Regions from separate parts of the Mus musculus genome. Here region 1 is linked to region 2. The links are chromatin contacts, called in public promoter capture Hi-C maps. All regions are on one chromosome and are shown on one strand. Each heading gives the region's core, a stretch centred on a gene start, on an enhancer-like site or on the middle of the called end of the contact. The rest is flanking DNA. Distances are from core to core; before and after follow the strand shown. Region 1 overlaps Usp29 (ubiquitin specific peptidase 29). Region 2 overlaps Zfp28 (zinc finger protein 28).

Region 1 (6,802 bases), core at 1,018-3,517, 540 kb after region 2:
TGCATGTGTGTCTTTGTCTCTTTCTCAGTTCATCCTTTTGTAAATTTGTGCCATGCCAAGAAGTGGTGGCTCACTTCTTTAACTCCAGCCCTTGGGAGCCAGAGGCAGACAGATCTCTGAATTCAAGGCCAGCTTGGTCTACAGAGTGAGTTCCAGGACAGCCAGAGCTCTACAGGAAAAACCTCATCTCAAAGGTAAGCAAGTAAGCAAGTAAGTAAATAAATAAACAATAAGCTTATGACATATTTTTTTTTTGACCCAACACTGGAGCTATTGGCCTTGATACTGTCTAACTTGTCCCCTGGTTGATGAAGTTACTATTTTCCATTGTCAATTACCCATGTAAATATTGTTTCTCTTTCTACTTTCGCACAACAAAGATTTATTTACACATTTTTCTCCAGTGTTTGGCTTCACACCCATGAGGGTACGGGTGGGACATATTGTAATCAAGGGGCTGTTAAAAGGGTAGAGGCCTCTGAAGGAAAGACTCAAGAGCATTGTTAGCCTGAGCTCAATCTGACCTTGAGTAAAGATGGAAGGAGAGAGCTTACTCACTCTGTAAAATTATCCTAATCACTCCTCCAGGGGACCAAAGGGTGATTCCCAAGACCTGTAGCGGGGACTCACAGTTGCCTGTAACTCCAACACCAGGGGATTTAATGTCCTCTTCTGCCTTCCTTGGTCACCTGCCCACTTGTGCACAACCACCTATCTACCCCCCCCACCCCCCACATAAATGTTTAAATAAAGTTTGAAAGGGAAGGGTAGGGTAGATGGTAAATCTGGAGGAATTACATTGGGGAATGAGTATGACCAAGATAATTTGTATGCATGCATGGCATTCTCATTTTACTTTTTAAAAATCTTACACTTGTAAATATGAGTGGACAGGCACATGCCATAGGCCACACGTGGAGGCCAGAGGACAACTTGCAGGAGTCAATTTTTTATTTTCTTCTACTATGCAGGTCTTGGAGGTGGAACTTACATCGTCACACTTGGCTGAAGGCTCCTTTATCCTCTGAGCCACCTCACTGGCCCCACAAATCCAGGTTCAGTAACCACCGATTACTGTTTCCTTAGTTATTGCATGCGAGATGACACATGATGGCTTTCTGGCCCCACATTCCTGGATGTATCTCTGTTAGAATTCTTCTCTGAGTCTCTGTTTTCTCTTATCCCACCTTAATTGCTTCCATGCTGATTTTGCGGGTTTTAACGTAATTAAGGGCTTGTTTACAATTTGCTACTTTCAGAACCTGTCTTCTCCCGAGCAGCTCACATTCTGATTCTGGATCTTTGCAAGCTTCTTGACACTTGAGAAAAAGAAAAGCCCCCCCTGCTTTCCAGACACAACGAGACATTCTAGTCTCCTGTTTCCCTGCCCTGCCCTGCAGTTGACTAATTATCCACAGAGTTCCAGGTCCCCTGTGAGTAGAACACAATGTCAAAATCAAGATCTGAGCCCTGGGTGTGCCTTTTTTATTTTCCATGTTTTGGGGAATACCGAAGACTGTAGGATTTTTATAGAAAGAACGAGACGATTTGTTACTTTTTTACGCTTTTAAGAAATTATTCCATTTTGTTTCATTTTGTGTGCATTTCTGTGTACGGAGGGGTTCTGCATGAGTGCCCTGGCCTCATGCGGAGGGCTGAGGACAGCCTGTGGGAGTTCATTCTGTCATTCCACAGTGTGGATCCCAGGGGCTGAACTGAAGTCATTAGTCTCAGCTGCTAGCGTCTTTACCTGTTCACCTACTTCCCTGCAGGAGCCTTTACTGTTGACTGTTCAGGGCAAGCGTCTTTACCTGTTGACTCACTTCCTTGCAAGCGACTTTACTGTTGACCCATTTCACTGGGACCGCAGTTTTAACTTGTTTTTGAGACTGTCTCAGGTAGCCCAGACTGCCCTGGAGTCTAGACTTTAGTTAAGGAAGATTTTCATCTCCCAAACTTCCTGCTTCCTTCACTGGGACACGTTTACACTTTTAGGAGACCACTCAGGTCTCCCATATGGAAAAACTTAAGTGCTAAGAAAAGTTTCCAAAGATACAACTTTTCCAACCGCACCCTTCTCCATTTCCAAATTGGGTGAATTTAAAGGACATCTTACAGCCAGGTAAAATAAGCAAGATACAGTGACATGATGTCACTTACTGGCAGGATCTAAAAACATGGACTCATTGGAGCAGACAAATGGTAGCTACCACAGCCTGGGTTTGGGGGTGATGGGGGTTAAGGAAATTGATCAAAACCTCAAATCTGCTGGGCATGGTGGCACACGCCTTTAATCCCAGCACTCGGGAGGCAGACGCAGCCAGATTTCTGAGTTCAAGGCCAGCCTGGTCTACAAAGTGAGTTCCAGGACAGCCAGGGCTATACAGAGAAACCCTGTCTGGAAACAACAACAAAACAAAACAAAAACAAAAACAAAAACAAAAACAAAAAAAACCAACCAAACCAAAAAAAAAAAAAAAAAAAAAAGAAAAGAAAGAAAGAAAGAAAGAAAGAAAGGAAGGAAGGAAGGAAGGAAGGAAGGAGGTGAGGTGTGAGGTAGAATCTCAGGGTTGTTTTGATTTGCATTTCCCTGATGATTAAGGATGCTGAACCCAAAAAAACAAACAAACAAACAAACAAAAAACCCAAAAATGGTTCCACTTTTTCTGGGTGTGGTGGCGCATGCCTTTAATCCCAGCATTTGGGAGGCAGAGGCAGGCCGATTTCTGAGTTCGAGGCCAGCCTGGTCTACAAAGTGAGTTCCAGGATATCCAGGGCTACACAGAGAAACCCTGTCCTGAAAAACCAAAAAAAAAAAAAAAAAAAGAGAGAGACAATGGGGACTAGAGAGATGGCTCATTGGTTAAGAGCAATGACTGCCCTTCCAGAGGACTCGGGTTCAATTCTAAGCACCCACATGGTAACTCACAGTTGAGATGGGTCAGTGGTTAAGAACACTGACTGCCCTTCTAAGAGGGGTTCAGTTCCTAGCACCTACATGACAGCTCACAATTGTCCCTAACTCTAAGATCTGACATCCTCACACAGAAATACATGTAGGCAAAACACCATAAAATTAAAATGCATAAATTATTTTTAAAACTACATGATAACAATAAATGTAATTCTAAAATATTTTTAAAGGTACTATGCCCACCAGAGGGATATATGGCAAAGTTACAGTGGAGCAGCAGGAACAGGAGAAAAACATGGTCGTTAGTGAATTACACTGTGCAAATACAGAGCCTGGGCTTGTGGAGAGAAGGCAGCCAGAGTGTTTACCATTTCCCTGGCAGCCAAAAGAAAGCTCTACTCTCAAATCAGCAGCGGAATTTTCCACTGAGCTAAAGGCCAGGCTTCATTCCGGGAGTTATATACCTCCCTGTGTAATTAAGGACGGAAAAGGTCTCGTTTAGACATAAAACAATGTGGACAGTCTTCTGAGACTGTCTGTTTAAAGTCACATCTGTCTAAAGAGCCATCTGGCTTGCAAATTTCCCCTTGATTGTATCCTTCATTTTCATCCAAATTTTGAGAGCTGACAACATTGAATTTTATAATTTGCAGGCTTTATTGCTTCAGGGTGGGAGGGTTGGGAGGGTGAGACAGGGTGAGGGTCTCACTTGGAGCCAAGGTTGGCCTGGAATGATGTGGCCTAGGTTGGCTTTGAACTCTCAAGATCCTCTTACCTCAGCCCTGTAAGGCTGGAGTTTCTAGGTGTGAGCCACCATGCCTGGCAATTTAATTCTTAAGAAGTGTTTATCAGTGTCTGGTAAAAAAATCAGTGTTTAGTGGGATAGTTTATGGAGTTTACTTCTTTGATACAGTTTTAACTAAAAAAGAAGCATTTTATATTATAATTTTGAGTTCTTTTTTAATCATTATCACCATTACTAGGTTTAGGAGTTGGAGATGTTTTTGTTGTTGTCCTTGTCTTGAAACAAAGTATCACTATGGAGATGCAGCTAGCCTCAAACTCTTGAGATCTGCCTCCCTCTGCCTCCTGAGTGCAGTGAGCACCACCACCAAGGCTATTTGGGATTTTGAAAAGATGTGGTTCTACAAAGTCCACGCTTGCTTACAACATCAAATCCAGAATGAAATCTGGCAAAAACAAAACAAACAAGAGCCGGGTGGTGGTGGTGCACACCTTTAATCCCAGCACTTAGGAGGCAGAGACAGGCAGATTTCTGAGTTTGAGGCCAGCCTGGTCTACAAAGTGAGTTCCAGGGCAGCCAGGGCTATACAAAGAAACCCTGTCTCGAAAAACTAAAAAACAAAACAAAACAAACAAACAAACAAACAAAAAAAGAAACAAAGGGAGGGGGAGGCAGGCAACTCTTTGTGAGTTTGAGGCCAGCCTGGTCTACAGAGTGAGTTCCAGGACAGCCAGGGCTACACAGAAACAAAACAAAACAAAACAAAACAAAACAAAACAAAACAAAACAAAACACCTTCTCCAGATCAGTTCACACAAATTGTAACTCTTTGTTTTGTCTGTCTGTTTGTTTGTTTGTTTTTTCCTGATGTACTCCCACAGTTAGCTATTTTGTGGCTTCTTTCTTCTTCCAACAACCTTGTATCTTCATGGGAGTCGCCCCGGTGTCTTTGGCACAGAGCAGACTTCTTTAGTGTTTGGTACCAATATCCACACCTGATCTCTGCTCTGCAGTTTGCTCGCCATTCGAACACAAAGTCTTAGAAGATGGGGTTTGAAATCCACAGTATTTGGCAGGATTGCCCGAATTGGAGAAACTCAATGAACTTTTTTGTTTTTTTTGTTTTTTGTTTTTTGTTCTTTTTTAATTCTTAGGTTTTGTTTCCCAAGTACTGGGAGTTGAGCATAGAACCTGTGCTTAGAGGAAAGTGCTGCAGCCACAAGCTGCATTCTAGATTCATTTTCATTTTTGAGGTAAGGTCTCATATAGCTTGATTTTATTTTATTTTTTATTTTTTTGGTTTGGTTGGATTTTTGCTTTGTTTTGAGACAAGGTCTTACCACCTAATCCTAGCTAGCCTTGAATCCATTACGTAAATCAGGCTGACCTTGAACTCAAAGAGACCTACCTGCCTCTGCTTTCTCATTACTAGGCATAAATGGGCATGCCGCCACATCTAGCTACGGGGATAAGCTGGTTTGGAATTCCACAAGTAGCTAAGGATGGCCTCAAATTCCTCCTTCCAACTCTTAAGTGAAGTTGAACTATAAGAATTATATATATTTACAGTACACAACATGGATGCTCTGATATATGTGTCAATCAAACTATTGACAAACCATCCCCTCTCCATGGTGAGAACATTTAAGATCTGTCCTAGTGACTTCCAAGTAACATTACCATTAAATTGAATTGTTACACTGTCCGAAAGAACATGCAAAAGAAGAAATGGGAGCCCAGAAGCCAAAAAAAACCTCCACCCAATGACACACAGGCCGGTGTGAGATGCAGCCAGAGTATAAACTCAAATCCTCACGCCCTTGCTCTCCAGCCCTGCTGCTGTGCTGGCCTCCTGACACTTGATAGGTAAGTGCAGTCTGCTCCCCGGCTGCCTCCTTCTCGAAGCTCATCTATCCTTGTCCCTGTAGGGTAAATGCTTTGAAATATTTTAGAGCAACTGCAGCAACATCTTAAGAGGCCCGATTTCCCTAGTCATGCTCAAACTGTTTTCATCAATATCCTATGTGCGCCACCTGCTGGCCGATGACTGCAGTTACTGATGAACGGCCTTAAGGCTCTAGAATGTTCCAAAAATTCGATGAACGCAGAAGTCCCAGCACTGAGGACGGGTCTGTGTAGCAGGTTCTAGGGAAGCCTATGTTACATGAGAACCTCTCTAAAAAGTCAAATAAGCTGGGAATGTGGATCATTTGATAGATTGCGTGCCTAAAAAGTGCAAAGCCCTGGGTTCAATTCCCAACAAGGCCTAATCCAATCCTGGGGAAGGAAGAAAAGAAAGAAAGAAAAGAAAAGAAGGAAGGGAGGGAGGGAGGGAGGGAGGGAGGGAGAGGGGGGGAGAAGAGAGACAGAGACAGAGAGAGACAGAGAGAGCCAAGGTCATCCTCAGCTACAGTGAGTTTGAGGGCAGCCTAGCTCAGACTAAATGAGACCCGGTCTCAAAACAAAACATCAAAGAAGTTCCCTGGGTACAGTATACACCCATACCTTTTTAAAAATTCCTCTCCTTCCCAGGTTTAAACATAAACAATGCCTTGTTTTGTATTTTCAATACAGGGTTTCTCTGTGTAGACCTGGCTGTCCTGGAATTCACTCTGTAGACTAGGCTGGCCTTGAACTCAGAGATTTGCCTGTCTCTACCTCTCAAGTACTGGGTTTTAAGGCCACCACTGCAGAGCTATTAGACATAAACAATGTCAACCAGTACTCCAAAGGTCCCAATGACAAACCAAGATAACATATCACCGAAGTTTATTGGGCTTGCTTGCTTGCAGAGCATAGGTGAGGGTTGTCCATAGGGACGTGGATGCAGAGACGAAGGTCCTATGTGTTCCAGCCCCTCCCTTAGGTCACATATACTCTGGAGAGAGTCCTGTGATGCTTCCCACCCCTCCAATGAGAAGAAGAAAAACTGTCAAGGGGGCCCCTTTTGCATGGTGGTGGCTGCTGAACTCCCCATGATGGCAGTGGCTCGGCTCAGAGGCTAGACACACGCACTGCTCTCCCGAAGTCATTCCTCTGTGTACTTCTGTCTTCTGATCTCTTGGGTCGCCAGCATGCTGGATGTGGGCCTAATCCTAATTCTGACAACACAGGATTTGGGCAGCTGGGGGAGTGCAGACAGT
Region 2 (7,252 bases), core at 3,419-5,918:
ACACTGGAGAGAAACCATACACGTGTGAAGTGTGTCACAAATCCTTTAGGTACGGCTCATCCCTCACTGTGCACCAAAGGATTCATACTGGAGAGAAACCGTACGAGTGTGAGATTTGCAGAAAAGCCTTCAGCCACCATGCATCCCTCACTCAGCATCAACGAGTGCATTCTGGAGAAAAGCCTTTTAAATGTAAAGAGTGTGGGAAAGCTTTTAGGCAGAATATACACCTTGCTAGTCACTGGAGGATCCATACCGGGGAGAAGCCCTTTGAGTGTGGGGAATGTGGGAAATCTTTCAGCATCAGCTCACAGCTTGCCACGCATCAGAGAATTCATACAGGAGAGAAGCCTTACGAATGTAAGGTTTGTAGGAAAGCATTTACACAGAAGGCTCACCTTGCACAACATCAGAAGACTCATACGGGGGAGAAGCCATACGAGTGCAAGGAATGTGGCAAGGCCTTCAGCCAGACCACTCACCTCATTCAACACCAGAGGGTTCATACTGGAGAGAAGCCCTATAAATGCCTGGAATGTGGGAAGGCCTTTGGTGATAACTCATCCTGTACTCAACATCGGAGACTTCACACCGGCCAGAGGCCTTACGAGTGTGTGGAGTGTGGGAAGACATTCAAGACCAAGTCGTCCCTTATCTGTCATCGTAGATGTCACACGGGAGAGAAACCTTATGAGTGCAGTGCATGTGGTAAAGCCTTTAGCCACCGGCAGTCCCTTAGTGTACATCAGAGAATTCATTCGGGGAAGAAACCGTATGAATGTAAGGAATGTCGGAAAACCTTCATCCAGATTGGACACCTTAACCAACATAAGAGAGTCCATACCGGGGAGAGAACGTACAACTACAAGAAGGGCAGGAGGGCCTTCAGGCAGACTGCACACTTTGCTCACCATCAGCAGATTCATTCCGGAAAGTCACCTGCTCACCACTCTTTGCCTTCCACATCGAATCCTGTGGATCTCTTCTCCAAATTCGTCTGGAATCCATCCTCACTGCCATCATCATAACCTCAGAGCCTCGACATTTCCACCACGCTCGTTTACCAGCTCGTCTCTCTCTCCCTTTGTTCATTCTTGTCCCTTATGAGTCCTTCATGTTACAACCAGGTTGGATTATTTTTGGAGTGTAAATGTAATTAATTTGCTCATATAAAGCTTATATTCACTGGTTAATGCCTGAGATGTGTTTAGCACAGTGCCCGATTCATACCAAGTACTCAGCAAACTTGGGTCTTTTGAAAGTGGAAAATGCATTCTAATCAGCTCTGATGGAAACAATGCAATAGAATGAGGCTCGGCGCAACCAGCGTTTAGAGCAGGAAGGGAGTTCTCTGAGTTGGTGATGAGGCTTCCTTCTTTTTCTTGAAAACTTGGTTCTAAGCCAAGGGTATGGTGCGCTCACCTGCAATCCTAGAGTTCATGGATTCAAGGCCAGCTCTAGGCAACTTAGTGAGACCCTATCTCAAAATCAAAACAAAACAGCTGATCCTATAGTGCTGAACTGTATCATGGCTTTGGATTTGAACTGCATGATTATAAGGTAAGCGCTCTTAGTGAGGAGCTTACACTGTACACTTGGCAATAGCCTTAAAGGATAGTCAGCCTAAGTGTATGTAGGCTACTTGGAACAAATCAATCAAAATAATTGGGAAAATGCAAGGTTTTATACCCAGGAAGTTAAATCTCCCAACAAATAAAACTGAAGGATTTGATCTATAGAAAGTCACGGGTTTGTGAATGCATTCTTGGTAAACTTCTAAAGAAGTGTTAACTCTGGGGTAAACTGAGCTACAGTAGAGGGCAGCAAACTAACTTGCAGTCAGACTCTCACTGATTCCTTTTGGAGGGCCCATAATTTAAATTTATGAAGATATGTTTATGTGGTTTTAAATTGGACGAATATTTTCAACATAATTATGTGAAATTTACATCTCAGTGAAGTATTGGCATGAAGGCACAAGTTTACTTACATACTTTTTGTGGTGCTTCTGTCTACAAAGGGAAAGTTGTCCTGTGATGAAGACCATTTGACTCAGAGAGGAAAAAAAGACAATACCTGACTCTTTATGGAGAATGTTTGCTTAACTGTGCAAAAACAGTTGTCCTGTTTTTGTAAATAGAGTTTTATTGAGCCACACCCAGGCACTGGTTTACCAAACCCTTTGGTTAGTTGTTTACAGTGGCAGAATTGAGTAGCTGCACTGGAGACTTTCTGACCCTATAGAGACACAAATACTTAGAGCTGAAGAGTAGAGGAGAGTGTACAAAGGTTTCTAACCCCTCCCACCGCAATAATAAGCCCTGACCAAAAAACAAACTAAACCAAACAAGCCATACAACAACAAAACCCCCAAGAATATTAGGCCAATGCAATGACTCAGCAGGTAAAGGTACCTCTTGCCAATCCTGATGACCCGAATTTAATCCTTGCAATTCAGGTGGTAGAAGGAGAGAACTAATTCAGGAGAGTCCTCCAAACTTCACACAAGTGCTATCACATGCGTACCCCAAACACATACAGTAGATATTTAAAATACAGCTTATAAATCAATTTATGAAGAGATGAAAATATTAAATGAAATAAAGTCTATAAAAGAGAAGTATATGTAGAAGTATTATTAAAATGTTTATAAGTTATCTTTCCAAAAACAGAGTCTCATGAAAGATATGTGGCCAACTTCAGGAAACAATTAGGCAAAAACATAAAGGATTAGTTTTTTAGAAAGATCTGTTTATTTGTTTATTGATCGATTTATTTCGAGGCAGGGTCTTTCTTTGTAGTCTTGGCTGTCCTGGAACTTGCTATGTAGACTAGGCTATCTTTGAATTCACTGTCTCTGCCTCCCAAGTACTGTGATTAAAGGTATGCACCACCAGGCATGGTTTTGTGTGTGTGTGTGTGTGTGTGTGTGTGTGTGTGTGAGAGAGGGGGGGGGGAGAGAGGGAGAGAACCACGTGTATTTGTGTACCCTCAGAGGCGTGTGTGTGTGTGTGTGTGTGTGTGTGTGTGAGAGAGAGAGAGAGGGGGGGGGGAGAGAACCACGTGTATTTGTGTTGTGTACCCTCAGAGGCCAGGAGAGCACTAGATCCTCAGGAGAGCAACTCAGCACAGGAATTTAAAAAAATTAAATATGCTAATTTAATCTAAAGATATTCTTATTTAATACATGCTAATGAATGACAGGAGGCAAAAGTTCAGTCTCCTTTCACTTTGTTACTGTGAGAACAGCAAGCCTTGTATCTGTAGTATAGACACTGCAGTTCATAGCATACACATCTCAAGTCTCAGTTGATGTTGGCACCGTGTGGTGTAGCAGCATCCATAGAACAAAGTACACGTTAGGTATTCAGAGCCAAGGCTGCAATGGAACTGTGTAATGCGACATGGGAGATTGCTACCAGAAAGACCTCATACATGTTGAAATCTGAATTTTTAGTTGTACATTCAGAAGCTTACTGTTGTTTGCATCTTCTTCAGTGTTTATGGTCAGCTAGGCAGCTTAAGAAGCTGAAGTTTGGAGTTTACTGGGGCTTATGGTACATGGACTGTTCAGAACATCCCTGGTGTGTCTGCGCTTTTAGGGGAAAGTCAGCTACTATAGTTGCACACTCAAGGTATGCCCATGTTTACATAAAGGTAGTCTATTTGGCTGTTTTGACTGACAGTCCTTTTGCTTAAAGTAGTCAGGCAGCAAGAGAGGGAGGGGGAGGAGAGGGAGAGGGGAGCTGCCATCTGGAGGCTCAAATTTCCACATCCAACATCTTTGCCAAGTAACAAGAAAATTAACAACACTGGAGGTGTTTCTATGAATTTAAACAACTTTACATTAATAGTAGTAATGACTTTTGTTTGTATATTTGTTTCTTTTTTGAGACAGAATCTCTACATAGCCCTGGTTGTCCTGGAACTCACACTATGTGGACCAGGCTCACCTGAAACTCAGAGATCAGCCTGCCTAATTTTGTCTCCTGATTGCTGGGATTAAAGGTTTGTGCTTCCATGCCCAGCTAGTAGTGACTTTAAGAGTATGCTTTAATTATGTGAACATCTGCCTGGAGCATAAGAGACAGGTGGGTCATCATCTGTTCTGAAGCTCCTATGTGTCAAACACTTTTGTCACCGAAAATAAAGCCCCGAATAGGGTGAAGATGTGTAGTCTTGGGATGTTCAGCCTCGTAGACCTGGGGATTAGGGTGGGTTATGTCAGGAAGCTAAAGCATGAAATGGGTTACGCATTGAAATCACAAGTACACAAATCATAATCAAGTATTTTCCTCCTATCTTTTACTCTGTGTCCCCGATGCCTTCTAAATCTCACTCACTGCCCTCAGCTGTCTTCTACTGCAGAAGCCACAGCCGCCTCCTTGGCTTTAAAGCTTCTCATTTTAATTATATCCAGGCCTCATCTTCGCAAGCTGATAGTCACCTCTGAGCCGGTGTTCTATGGTCCGCCCTTCTTCTAGACTCAGACACGAGGCTGTGTGGTTTCTATTGACTGTATTCTAAAACGGGGGACATCAACTAGGGAAAGAGTGGCGACCAATTGACCTACTGAAGAGGCTTCTTGTCATTCTCTTGTGAAAACCTTGATCTAGATTCGCCGAGCGAGGACTACATTTCCCAAGTGCCATTGCGAGGGATCACTCGCCCACCTCCGGTATAAACCGGAAGTCACTGATACTTCAGCCCAGTCTTGGTGGATGTGGGATGGAAGTTAGACCTGGGTAAACTGCCAAGATTGGTGTCCTGGTCGGCGCAAGTGTGGTCTGGCATCCGTGGAACTGACACATGTGTTTTGTGTGAATGTGGGGATGTGGGTCTGTCTGGAAGGAGGCTGCGGGGAAGTGTGAAACGGGATGCATGGTGGAAGGGGCATGTGCCACCCGGCTTGCTTTCAAGTCCCAGCAGAGGGATGGTTGTGTGTACTGGAATGAGTGAAACACTTGAAAGCGGTTGAGGCGATACTCTTTCACTATCAGATGCGTGGCTTCAGGTGTCAAACTCCAGAATCCAGAGACAGTGTGCAGGCAGCTGAAGTATTTCTTGCTTGACCTTTCTGGAAGAGATAGAGCTCAGGACTCTTCTAGAAGCAATCACTACTTAGGTAAAAATGACAGATAGTTTGGGTCTGGCTAAAATAGCAAAAAGTCGAGATTTGAGGAAGATGTAATTTGCAGTGCCAAGTCTAGAGGGTGTCGGTGGTCTCCAGTGCTGGTAAACTCGTCTGAAGATTTGGAAGCCACTGATTTATACTATGGATCCAAGTTCAGGAGGGACCTTGACTTGCCCAGAGCTACTTAACCGGGCTCTGCTACATTCCTTTAGGGTGCTGCATACCAGCATTTCGTTTTTCACCTGTCAGGTCCTTGTCCTGTCTCGATAGACTAAGACTTTGGGTTGGAGAGGAGGCTCACAGCTCTATTTAGAAATGTCAGGGGATTCCAAGCTTTGATTCTGTGCAAGAATGTATTCACCTTTCCCTTGCTTCCTTTCTCTCACCGCCCATCCTAGTGACAAAGAGGGAGGGGAGAAGAATTGCTGTTCACAGTCCTCTGAGCCACTTAGAGTGTTCCATTCATTCCAGCACACTATGCTTGCTTCCCTGGACAGAGGTACAACAGCTAATGTTTATTGAGTGCTTATTATGTGACAGACACAGGCTGGGTCTCTAAGACCTTTGGGGAGTATTAATAGAAGAGTGTGAAATTAGGAAATACTTAGTCTTTTTTTTTTTTTTTTAAACAGATGAGGACTTTGAAGCACAAAGGGGACAAATAATCACCAGGAAGTAGAAGAGGCAGGATTCAGAGTCAGCAAGTGATGACTGCAGCATCCACTCTTCTTGCTGTCATGAACTCCCCGCAGGGTCTGTACAAGGTAGAGATTGTTAACACCCTTTGACAGCTGTGCCAGATGGTTAAGTAACATCAAGAGTTCTGTCTTCAAACTTCCACTCCAGGAGTTTTTGTTTTTTATATCTGGTGGTTTGATATGCTTGGCCCAGGGAGTGGCACTATTGGTGTGGCCCTGTTAGAGTAGGTGTGGCCTTGTTGGAGTATGTGTGTTACTGTGGCTTGAAGTGTGTCACCCCAGCTTCCTGGAAGCCAGTATTCTGCTAGCAGCCTTCAGATGATGATGTAGAACTCCCAGCTCCTCCTGTACCATGCCTACTTGGATGCTGCCATGTTCCTGCTTTGGTGATATTTGACTGAACCTATGAACCTGTAAGCCAGCCCCAATTAAATGTTATAAGACTTGCCTTGGTCATGGTGTCTGTTCACAGCAGTAAAACCCTAACTAAGACAATGAATCTTAGTTCTCAGGTTAAATGGAGAATTCTAATATATTCTTCATAAGATTTTTGTAAGGATTAAATGAGCTCACACATACTAGGTGCCGTCCCTGCCACGTATAAATTCAGTTAAGTGTTCATTTTTATTATAATAATCTTTTGGAAAGGCCATGGAATTTATAATAAAGAAGTCAGAATCAGGGGCTGAGTAGATGTGTCAGCAGTTAAGGGCACTTGCTGCTCTTGTAGAGGATCTGGGTTCAATACCCAGCACCCACAGGGTGGCTTACCACCATCTGTAACTTCACTTCCAGGAGATCCAATGCTCTCTTCAGACATCCTTGGGCTTCTGCATGCACGTGGTGCACATAACACACATTCAGGAACACACACCTATACCATAAAATAAAGAAAGAATTTAAAAACTTTAGAATTAATTCAGCTTTGCTCCCCCTTCATAATGAAAGGAATGAGTCAGAGCGGGTAACAAGGGACCTCATCACAGCCCATTTGCTGTAAGGCGAACCGAGACCTGGGTCTCACGACACTTCTCTGAAACCACAGGGCTACTGTTGGAGCTTTGGGGGAACGTGGCTTCGGCATGAACTCACCTCTTCACATCCCGACCCGTTAGTTTCACGGGGAGGCATATTTTGTAGTGTCTACTTGAATGAAGAGGACTGGAGTCTGGCAGACTTAGCTTGGTGACTATTTCTCATTACATACTGGTTGTTTGATTTGTGAAAAGCTTTTCCAGAGGTTTCATACATAAAATGAGATATACATATAAAATAAGATAATTTTTAAAAATTATTATATTTTAAATATACAACGTACCTTAATGAATGGGTCTGGCTGAGGGGAAACATCGAGGGGTTGGTAGGTTGTTTTCAACCTGCAAATCTAGTGGGAGGGAATTCTCAGCTATATTTTTAGGTT

The links. Promoter capture Hi-C pulls out the DNA fragments that hold promoters and counts their contacts.
Region 1: a contact with region 2 is called in a promoter capture Hi-C map of cranial neural crest. The contact joins two enhancer-like sites. A contact is called at or near these places in 11 of 39 promoter capture datasets (the 3T3-L1 cell line, the C10 cell line, the HPC-7 cell line and 8 more), 5 of 115 datasets of contacts at active chromatin or transcription factors (the 230-238 cell line, bone marrow-derived macrophages, embryonic limb bud and 2 more) and 1 of 9 other capture datasets (adipose tissue).

The regions. Positions count from the first base shown.
Region 1 is chr7:6,931,629-6,938,430 of GRCm38.p6, forward strand. Usp29 (ubiquitin specific peptidase 29) reads left to right here. Exons shown (of 8, transcript NM_001360502.1): 4 at 29-194; 5 at 972-1,055. Among named protein-coding and RNA genes, the nearest start is that of Zim3, 42 kb to the right of the region's middle. Within about 2 kb of position 2,268, at least 28 of the 459 cell types and tissues checked have an H3K27ac peak or open chromatin away from gene starts, as enhancers often do.
Region 2 is chr7:6,394,018-6,401,269 of GRCm38.p6, forward strand. It overlaps Zfp28 (zinc finger protein 28), which reads left to right. Exons shown (of 7, transcript NM_175247.3): 7 at 1-2,620. The coding sequence ends at 1,028. Among named protein-coding and RNA genes, the nearest start is that of Zfp28, 14 kb to the left of the region's middle. Within about 2 kb of position 4,669, at least 170 of the 459 cell types and tissues checked have an H3K27ac peak or open chromatin away from gene starts, as enhancers often do.